Linked DNA regions of Sus scrofa: region 2 is linked to region 1. The links are chromatin contacts, called in public HiChIP or PLAC-seq maps. All regions are on one chromosome and are shown on one strand. Each heading gives the region's core, a stretch centred on a gene start, on an enhancer-like site or on the middle of the called end of the contact. The rest is flanking DNA. Distances are from core to core; before and after follow the strand shown.

Evidence for each region. HiChIP or PLAC-seq counts read pairs in DNA pulled down with a chosen protein or histone mark.
Region 2: an H3K27ac HiChIP or PLAC-seq map of alveolar macrophages shows a contact between it and region 1. The contact joins the enhancer-like site here to the promoter of LRP10 in region 1. A contact is called at or near these places in 4 of 5 promoter capture datasets (fetal liver, fetal skeletal muscle and liver), 18 of 47 Hi-C or Micro-C datasets (alveolar macrophages, embryonic fibroblasts, epiblast stem cells and 10 more) and 2 of 2 datasets of contacts at active chromatin or transcription factors (alveolar macrophages and skeletal muscle).

Annotation. Positions count from the first base shown.
Region 1 is chr7:76,156,112-76,161,199 of Sscrofa11.1, forward strand. LRP10 (LDL receptor related protein 10) reads right to left here and starts at 2,394. Exons shown (of 7, transcript NM_001143715.1): 1 at 2,196-2,394; 2 at 1,742-1,786; 3 at 1,096-1,231; 4 at 1-161. The coding sequence starts at 2,223.
Region 2 is chr7:76,462,714-76,468,131 of Sscrofa11.1, forward strand. No RefSeq gene overlaps it. Among named protein-coding and RNA genes, the nearest start is that of DAD1, 33 kb to the left of the region's middle. Within about 2 kb of position 2,653, at least 47 of the 83 cell types and tissues checked have an H3K27ac peak or open chromatin away from gene starts, as enhancers often do. A contact at or near this core is called in alveolar macrophages, epiblast stem cells, fetal liver and 5 more, where this site is marked.

The DNA of each region.
Region 1 (5,088 bases), core at 1,144-3,643:
CCATGGGTGCTCTGGCCCCAGCATAGCTGTAGGTGATGGTGACGTTGCCTCCAGGCAGCTGCAGAGGGCTGGCAGGTGCCTCGCACAGGGAGAGCTGTGGCTGGAAGGGGGAGCTCAGGATTAAGCGCTCTGAGCCACAGGCCAGGTGTAGTTTTTGGAACCTACAGGGGTGAAAGAGAGCAGGATGTAAGGTATTCTTGACCGCTAGTCTTCTTCCTCGATGTTGCCAGGCCCCTTCTAGCCCAAGAAGCACAAACACCCACTTATTCATAATCCAAATAGCCAGATTTAAAAAGTGAGTTAGCCAAATTCCTTTGTAATTAATGGTGATAGCCCTAACAGAGGCCTATGGCACCATGAGACCAGGAATGCATCCTACAGCCCCTTGGAAAAAGTGACTTGAGTTTTGCATGGAGTTAGAACAGATTCATTACTTCCCTGTTGTTGCAGCACTGTCACCCAAGTATGGTGCTGGCAGTAACCACATAGCTTGGTTAACAAGAACTCACCAACCCCTTGCAATGCCCATGGTGAGACCTGAGATCACCATGGTATTCTGATGCCTCTGTTCCACACTCTCTCCTTCGGATTGCCCCTCCCTTCACCGACCTCTTTCTGGGTGAATTCATGGGAAGTGAACTGTGTGAAGCCAAGAGCCAGGTACTTAACATGGGCCCTACCTCACGGCCCAAGGTCGGAGAAGCCCGGGGAGACCTGGACTGTTTAAAAAATCTGGGGAGGCTGAGGAAGGTTCTAAGCTGGTGAAGGAATAGCTTTGAATCCCAGGCAAGGATGTGCAGTGGGTTGAAGGACTCCTCAAAGCAGCTGTATTGGAGCCCAAGGACTGTTTATAGAGTGACTGTTGTCCTTCAGAGACAGCAGGACCCAAGCTAGGTGTCCAGTCCAACCCAGGTCCAATTCACTGTGTCCAGCCCAGAACATGCCAGGCTTTTAGGGCAGATTAGTCCAAATTTAATTTCATTCTTCTCCCAGTTGACAGGGATGGAAATACCATGGAGAAGTGACCCCTGAAGGGTTTTCCACGGTAGAGCAAGAAGGGTGAGGAAAGGAATAGGGTCTTGCCCCGCTTCTCACCTGATGGTTACAGTCTGCTCCTTGCTGCCCAGGATGAGCCAGGTGCAGTTGGCAGGGGAGATGCGGCTGTCCCGGCCCAGGGGCCTCTGTATGGTGCCCTGCACTTCCAAAAGCACTGCTGGGGGGTCCTCACAGGCTGGAGAGAGGAAGGTAAGGACATCAGTTGCGAGCCTCTTACCATGCCACTCCTCCCCAGGCTTCATGCTTCCAAGGGCCTGGGCTCTTCAAGAAGGAGCACAGAAACTCCCCCTTCCCAGCCACACACACTCTGGAGGCAGAGTCGTCAGTGGGCTCCCCTTCTCACCACACTCATCGTTGTTCCACCTTAGGTATCAACACCACAAACAAAATGAGGTCTGCTTTGTGCCAACCACTGGGCCAGGAGGAACGGGAAATACGATCTCTATCCTCAAGGAGATTACATTTGGGCGAGGCGAATCAAGGATGGATATTGGGGGGGCAAATAGTACATAACTACCAAGTGAGGGCCCACGCTGGGTTTCAGTTTCTGTCTGTAAAACAGAGGATGGCTGATCTCCACTCGAAAACTATGGAAGGTACCAGAGGAAGTCAAGGAAGAGAGTCTTTCTCTAGGGTGCTCTCTCATTACCAAGCCCATGGGACCCCAGAGGCATCCTCTACTCACCATGATTTGGGAAAAGGATCCGGTCTTGGTGGGCCAGAGCGCCTCCTAGAGGAAGAGCGAGAAAGGGCAAGAGTCACACTTCGGAGTTTTCTCCACCTGAGCTTCTCAAGGAGGAAAGGGAACCATCGGCGGCTTCCGGGTAGTTTACGAGAAGGGTGGTGGAACAGGGGGAGGCAGCGGTGTGTGACCTCAAAGGAAGGTCCTCCAGTGCGGCTTGTAGGATGGGTACGGTGATCTAAGGAAGCCAGAGCGAGTATGAGGGCCGAGGGGAGCGGCTGTAGATTTCCCGAGGGTTGGGGCAGGCAGCGACCAAGGCGACGGCAGGGGCCGCGGGGCAGGGGAGGACAGGGTAGGGGTGAGAGGCCCCATAGGGGGAAGGGAGCTAGAGGACCTGGGCGCGGTGACAGCCCTGGGAGCGGGGTCCCGGGCGAGTAGCCTCGTTTCGATTTCTTACCCAGGAGGAGAAGGATGGCCGGCAGCATCGTGAGCCGTCCCGAGGCGCAGGAAGAGTCCCGGAGCTTCGATCGTCTACCCAGTGGGGAGGCGGCGCCACTCCGGGTATCCTGGCTCCTCAGTGCCGCCTCCCCGAGGGGGCTCCATGGCCCAGACTCCTCGACCGAGGCTCCGGATGCCAGGGCTGGGGGCTGGTGGGGGGCGGCGGCGGCCCGGGAACCGGGGCGGTGCCTCTCGCCAACTTTGGAGTTGTTCTCCCCGGCCGCCGCAGCGCTCTCTCCAGAGGCTGACCCCCGAAGCCCAGGGAGTTGGCTCGAAGTCCAGCGCTGGGGCGCGCCCTCGCCTAGAGCCCGCCCGCAGGCCGCGAACGTCCGGGTCCAGGCCTGGCCGCCACCTGCCGAGGCTTGAGGCCACTTCCTCTTCGGGCCAAACTTTGCCGACTGTCAGCGCCCAGAGCCGGCCCGGGCGCTGCCCAACTTCTCCAGCGCCTCCAGCCCCGGAACGCGGGTAGAGGAGCTGGGGAGGAGGGGACTGGCGACTCGGCCCAGCGCTCGAGCCCTCGCCCTGGCTGTACCCCAGCCAGCCCAGGGGTTGGAGGAACCCGGGTGGAGGAGGGGGAGGGTGACGAGCCTGGCCCCACCCCTGCCAATCAACGCTTACCACGCCCACCTTCCCATCTTAACCCCTTTCAGGTCCTACCGCGCCTTGTCCCTCGGGCTCTCAGGGCGCTCAGCCTCCACTTGTAACTCTGCTTTGTTTAGTACTTCCCGTGTAACACATGGGTTACAGGACACATTTGTCAGAAGACAATTGCATATTCCATAATTGTTATGTCTTTCCTTTGGCTCCTTAAGCTCTCAGTACTTTTCTTGTCCCGGTGTCTGACATCCGGTAACACTTTTTGTCGTGAGCCTCTATTACAGCAATTACTACCCGGTGTTATAAATATTTGTTTACTCGTCTTTCCCGCCCCCGCCCCGCCCCTTCTGTGGAAACTGAAACTTCCTGTAGGTTGAGGCCTAGACTGTTTACCTTTGCACCCACAAGGCTTCTCTCCTGCTGAGACACAGTAACTCAATAAACGAATAATTGTACCTTGGCTATTTGCAGGCTATGTGACCTTGAGAAAATCATTTCACCTCTCTGTGCATTAACTCTGTTAAATGGAGTTAATAATGGCACAATACTTCTTAAGGTTGTTGTCATCATTTAGGGAGATGATGTAAGTTGAGCATCTAGGAAGTGCTTCATACCTGCTTACAATGATTATTATTAGTTACAGGAGTTATTTCTGATTTAGGTGGGCTTGGGGTTACCGATTCCCTGTGGCACTTATAGGTAATAATAGTAAACAACAATAATAGCAAATACTTTTTGAGCTTTTTTTCACATTTCAGGCATAAATCTAAGCACTTTTCAAATATTTGCTCTTTTACTTCTCTCCACCATCTTGTGAGGTAGTTATTATTGTTACTCACATGTTACAGATAGGGAAACTTAGGCACAGAGAAGTTTAGTATTGCCCAAGATCATGGATCTAGTAAATGTTGAAACAGAGAGAGCTAGAGAACCTGGGTGATCTGACTCTGGACAGAGTTCATTCAGAGCCTTACCACTCTCTCCTCTCTACAAACAGTTTTCTGTTCATGACATTTGTTGTTGCCATCAGTTTTGATGTGTTCAAAACTGGGATCTCAGCAGGGCCATAGACTTGGCCATAAAAAGGCTCTTCTTTCACTTGGCCCTCAGTCCCATGCCAAGGAAACTTGGTTCCTGGGTCTCTATGCTTCCTACTGCAGCCCTTGAGATTGACGAGAGGAGAAACAGAACCCTAAATATGGGAGGAGAATGTTGAATAAAGGAAGTAGGACAAAGAGGTTGGGGAAATTAAAAATATTTACGTCCCGAAAGCAATCATGGAGTTTTTAGTTGAGTGGTGGCTGAATCCTCTATGCTGTGTACTGGGACTTGGAGAATGCCTGGAACTCTTAAGACTTCATTTTAGCTTCAAGGAGCTTACAGTCTAGTTGGAAAAAGAGGTTAGATACATAAATTTAAAAAGTCAGGCAGGAGTTCCTGTCATGGCTCAGTGGTTAACGAATCTGACTAGGAACCATGAAGTTGCAGTTTTGATCCCTGGCCTTGCTCAGTGGGTTAAGGATCTGGCGTTGCCATGAGCTGTGGTGTAGGTCATAGACTCGGCTCGGATTTGGCGTTGCTGTGGCCCTGGTGTAGGCTGGCCGCTGCAGTACCAATTAGACCCCTAGCCTAGAAACCTCCATATGCCGAGGTTGCGGCCCTAGAAAAGACAAAAAGACAAAATAAATAAATAAATAAAAAGTCAGATAACCATGAGGAATAGTCATGGGAGAGATCTTGTGGAGGGTTTAGAAATGAATTTAAAAATGAGCAAGAGGAGTTCCTGTTGTGGTGCAGCGAAAACGAATCCGACTAGGAACCATGAGGTTGTGGGTTCCATCCCTGGCCTCACTCAGTGGGCTAAGTATCCTGAAAAATTAAGATCTGGAAAATAAATAAATAAAGATCTAGCTGTTGGGAGGAATCATCCAGAAGAAATGGCACCAGAGTAGAACAAACTTTCATTCTATAAATGTTGATTAGAGTGCCTTCCAAGTGCAAGGTACTGTGTTAGACACAGGGATTAATATTTAAGAGTGAATTTGATCCTGCTACAGCAGCACTGGCTATATCCAGTCACTTATGATGGAGCATGATAATGTGAGAAAAAAGAATATATATGTGTTTGTGTGACTGGGTCATCTTGCTGTACAGTAGAAAACTGACAGAACACTGTAAACCAGCTATAATGGAAAAAAATAAAAAATCATTATTTAAAAAAAAAAAAAAGAGTGAATTTGAGCCAAAAGAAGCTA
Region 2 (5,418 bases), core at 1,403-3,902, 310 kb after region 1:
TAGGGGTCAAATTGGAGCTACAGCTGCCGGCCCATACCACAGCCACAGCAATGTGGGATTCGAGCCATGTCTGTGACCTACACCACAGCTCACGGCAACGTTGGAGTCCCGACCCATTGAGCGAGGCCAGGGATTGAACCTGTGTCCTCATGGATACTAGCTGGATTCGTTTCCACTGCACCACAGCGGGAACTCCGAGGGAAGGAGGCTTCTAACACACCTTGGCAGGGAAAGACCTTTCAGGGACCAGAGTGTATCTAGACATTACTTCCGTAACTCACCGCCATGTGATTGAGTAGCAGGAGTTTGCTTGTGCAGAAAGTATTGCCTCAGGCGATGACTAACATCGACAACATTTACTAAGGGAGTGTCTCCTTAAGCGGACAGGGCTCTGTTTTGCCATTTTACTCTAATCTTAAAGGGCCATCAAGGAGGGACAGAGTCACAGAAGAGGGAAGGGACATCCAAACAGAATGTAAGAAAGCAGTCTTGGGGGCTGGGGGCATTCCTGAGACCCTCATCCGTTCCTGCTCCTTCCTTTATGGTGGCTGCATCTGGGGCCACCTGGGACTTGGGAGTCCACGAGGCTTGGGGGAAAGCCTGAGTTGCCCAGTCTAGTGCTGATGAGGGCCTAGTTCACTGTGATGGCAAGTAAGCCACTTCACCTGTTTCCCCATATGTGAAAGGGGGAGAGAACCTCTGCCTCCTGCTTAGCTTTCCTGTGATTGTGTTTGCTTTGGTTTTGTACAGACATGCCAAATTCTTCATAAAGATTCCAGATAGGGATGTCGCCCCACCCATGCCTCTTGGTAAATCACTGGAATAACTTGGGTTGGCAAGGAGAAGCAAGGACGCCCTAGAGTTAGCTAAAAATAGTGTCTTGCCGTCTCCACTGGAAAGAAGTCCTTGTGCGTGTTAACCCCGTTTCCTCCCATCCAGGCTGAAAGCTTGAAGTGGAGACCACTTACTGACCACTCTCTGAACCACATCTACTTCAATGCGCTTAGGTCCTGCCAAGCTTGTCTCACGTTTATATGCTCTTCCTTTAATAGTTTCTTTTTTTTTCCTTGGCTGAATTTTGTGTGGGTGGTTCAGGGAAAGGGTAGACAAGCGCCCTTTCTGCTTTTCAGTGGGATTTTTGAAAGAATTTGAAAATGAGAGGGCTCTCTTTCCTGGATCCTATTGCTTCTGGAATGGGAGCACGCCCGCATTTCTGAAGCAAACATGAATGGGCTGCCCTCTTCCCAAAAGTGGTGAGCCCCCTGGAACCATGTCGGGTGTTCTGACCTGAGAAGCTGGCTGTCCATGGAAGCTGCCCGCAGAGGGTGGTCTGCCTTCCTGCTTTCAGACCTTGTGTTCTGCCAAGGCTCAAAGGGGGCCATTTTGAAGGCAGAGAGCCCCCCAGAGGGTAGGAAGGGAGAAAGAAAGCGCAAGTTCAGGGATGTTGCAGTGAGAGGAGTCTGGGTGGCTTGGAGTTGACTTTTGTCCGATTACAGCCTTGCCAATGTCTCCTGGTTCTGTAATTTCCCCTCCATCAAGCTCTTTCAGAAGCTGGAAGCTGTGGAGGGGCAACAAAATGCACACGATGGTGTAACCAGAAGCCCCTGACGCCATAATGAAGGGAGAAGTGGCCATTCACTATGTGCAACAGTGATGCACTGGTGGGGCCGGGACCCCTAAGCTCACCTGGGTGCTGGCCTAGTGAGGCAGCGGCCCCACTTTATCTCAGCATGTGGTCCAGCCTGACCCAGCCCCGCTGACCCGCAGGATCTCTGGTTCATCTTTCTGGGCATTCCCTTATATTTGCATTTGAGATTACTGAGCTGAAACTACGTGTGTGTTAATGGGAGCAGTATTTTATTGAGATGTAATTTACATATGCTGAAATGCACAAACTTTAGGCATGCAGTTGGACTCGTTTTGACATGTGTATACACCTGTGTCCATCACCCAAATCAAGATGCAGAACGTTTCTACCACTTGGAAGGTTCCCTCTTGCCCTTTCCAGTCAGTCCTACCCCAGAGGCATCCACTGTTCCATTTCCATCACTGGTGATTAGTTTTGCCTGTTCTTGCCCTTCATCTGTGTGGAGTCATATAGTTGTACAGCGGCTGAGTCCCTGGAGCCTGGCCTGCGTCTGATGCTTGGCATGTATGCACTGTGAGAGGAGCCTTGGATCTTAAACTACCTGGTGAGAGAGCACTGACCGCCATGGGGAAACATGCTGTGGGTAGTGAGTTGCCCCCAGGGCGCAAGATTGGGGGCAGAGTGGATTCTGGCCACCAGCCCAGGCTCCTGGATTCTGAATCCAAATCTCTCACCAGGATCCCAGGGGGCTCATGCAGCCCCTCCCTGGGGACTCCCTTCCAGGGCTATGTATGGGGGAGCCCGGTGATCCTGGACAGGTAGTGCCCCCTGCTGTCTGCGGGGCAGACCCTGCACTCTCTCCTCCTTGGGATGTGACAGGATCACGTGGGCCAGAGACCAGTGCAGTAATAGTCTAATTAAAGGTAGGGGATCGGCTTCTGGAATGAGGTCTCTTTCCTTTTATTTTCCTCTGAAAAAGGTTTTTCCAAGCGACAGGGGCTTTCCTTTCTCAAAATAAACAGATTAAGTAAGAAGAGGCCTCTTTGGTGGAGCGCTGCTGCCCCCACGTGGGTGATTGGGGACACTACCATAGAGCAGGACTCCAAAGCCCGGCGTTGTTGGGGGTCTCAGGTTCCGGTCCTCTTTCTGGGGTTCCCCATCTCCTGGCCGCCTGAATTCTGGTGTCCTTGGTATCTGAGAGGCAGCTGTCCATCAGGGCTATTACCCAGGACTTCAACCTGGACCTGGGGTGTAGTTCTTCACTGGAGAACCAGCCCCAGCAGCTGTGGATGGACAGATATGGCCCCTGGGGAGGATGGGCTGGAGCTAAGCCTCGAGGACCTGGCCTGTATTAAGCAAGAGTTTAATCAAGGGCGATCAAGATTTGATCTTAGGGCTTGCTAGGGCGGCGGGTCTGGGATGGGGGTGCGTCTCTTCAGTGGGGTGTGCAGCACCTCCCCAGCCTGCTCGTGGGTCTCCAGGGCCCCACCAGCCCCTCCCAGCTCCTCCCAGCTCGACGCCTTCCTGTCGCACCTGCGGTCTGGGTGGTGTAACGGCCCAGCCCTCTGGCCCCGGCACGTGGCCTGAGGCGATGCTATCTCTAAGTCGGTATTTTTAACTTTTTTTTCCAGAGGATGTGGCTTCTGTGGGAGAGCTTCAAAGGGTGCCCCATTTGCCCCTCGCGGCCGCCATGACGTCATGGAAATGGGAGGGGCCGTCCCAAGCCCCCAAACACCTGCACGGAAGTGGGAGACTTTTTCCACTTCCTGTCCTACTTCTGGCTACTGACTCAATGTCTGACCTGCTTATTAATTTCAAAATATAGCACTCCCAGTAATACTCAGAGGAAACCTTACTCATGTGTGTCTGGGTGAACAGAGGCCTGAATCCCAGGTGGCCTTACCCAGAGGCAGACACTGGCCGTCGCCTTGGCTACACAGTGTACTTATTAAAGAGGAGCAGCACCCAGTCTCCACGTGGCTTGCTCCCTGCCCCCAGACCCACCCCTTCAGTCCCAAGCTGTCCTTCCTACACATTGCTCCCAGAGGTAGATTGGAGGAGTTTTAAGATGGGACACGTGGGAGTTCCCTTGTGGCCAGCTGGTCAAGGATCTGGTGTTTTCACTACAGTGGCTCTGGTCGCTGCTGTGGTATGGGTTTGATCCCTGGCTTGGAAACTTCCACATGCCCCTGGGCACGGCCAAGATACCAAAGATAGGACACTTGGAGAAAGTGAGATGAACGGTAATGGGACCTTCAGCCCTGGACCTTGGTATGTTCTCTCAGTACCCAGGACATTGACTCCTGAAGCCCTGTGTGTTTTCTCAGAGTAACCATCCTCCAGCTTTTGCTCTTCCTGATGGTTCTTGACCGTTTACTCTTAGCTCTTGGCTAAATCATAAAACTGTGCTCACTGGGCCACCATGCTTATTCATCCCCACTTTCCGTTCTGTAATGTTCTCTTACTTTCTCGCCACAGATATACAGCTTGGCTGCCTCCCCAGTGCCTGATGGCACTAATCACTTATTTGTTCACTTGCCAATTAAGTGTATGTGAAGCATCAGTTGTATGGCAGGCACTCTGCTAGGTGTCAAAGACACACAGATGGACAAGATACACGTCCCATCTCAAGGAGCGCACAGCTGATTTTCTTGCCGAGATGTTACTTGATAAGGTGATAACTGTTAAAGGATTTTACGTGTGACCCCAGGGGAGTTGGACTTTATGGACAAAGGAAGAAAATAAACAATCCTTTAAGACTCAGATGGCTCCTCTCCAGTGGTGGGTCATGGCAGAGGGCTTGCTCTGTTGGAAATGAATATTCCACTTAAGTGTGTCTGAAGCACATACTGGCTTGGCCTGTCCTTCTCTTAACTGGACTGTGGGTCCAGTAGTACTCAGAGGTCAGGTCTCTGCGTGATGTGTCAGAGAGTCCTTTAGAATCTTAGGCCTGAGGTCATAAAAGGCATTTGGTCCATTCTGCCTACAGGGTTGGCTGGTGCATAAGCCTTTTGGGGCAGTAGAGTGTCTATCCAGAGAAATGGGTTTTATAGCTGGCCTTGGTGATACATTCTACCTGGGAGTGGCATGGCTTTCTGTCCTTGAGGCTGGCCCCTACTCATGGGGACTGGGGTTCTTTAGGACTGGGCCTTCTCAAGGACTTGATGACCCTGTCTCCAGTTTTCCTCAGCAGCCTGAACAATGCCTGGTCCCTCACTCCACTGAGGGGGTCTGCCGCAGTGGCCCTCGGCCCAGTGCTGACCCTCCTAGTGGGCATAGGCTCCCTTCCTCAGGCCTCTTCACGAGTCCACTTTAATTCCCTCCCACACCCCCAGCGGGGCCTGGGCCAAACCTGAGAACAGAACGACCAAATATGAGTGGACTCTGCGCCACCCCTCAGCATAACCGCTTGCTCCTTCTCTGCCCTCTGACTGGGCTCTAAATTGGCTTTAACAGCCTCAGACTTGAGAGAAGCTTCTTGCTGGGACTGAGGAAGCCCTGGTTTGGATGGAAACTTCTCAGGGGCAGTGCTGACCCCGCTTTCCAGATAGCCTCCTACTTACCTGAGGCCGTGTCACTCTCTCAGCTTGGGCTGGACCTGGAAGAAGCAGGCCTTACTCCCTCCATGGGTCTGCATGGATCCCTAGACACTCCTGCCCCATCACCTCATAAGTCCTTGGGTGGCCTTAGGGGTCCAGGGACCCTGAAGCCCTGCCATCTGAGGGCCCTGGGCTGGCACAACTCCTCAGGCTTCCAGGGCCTCCTTTAATCCTGGCATCCTCCAAGGTTCTTGGAGGGGGTCTGTCTTTGGCCCCTTCACTGCCTCCCAG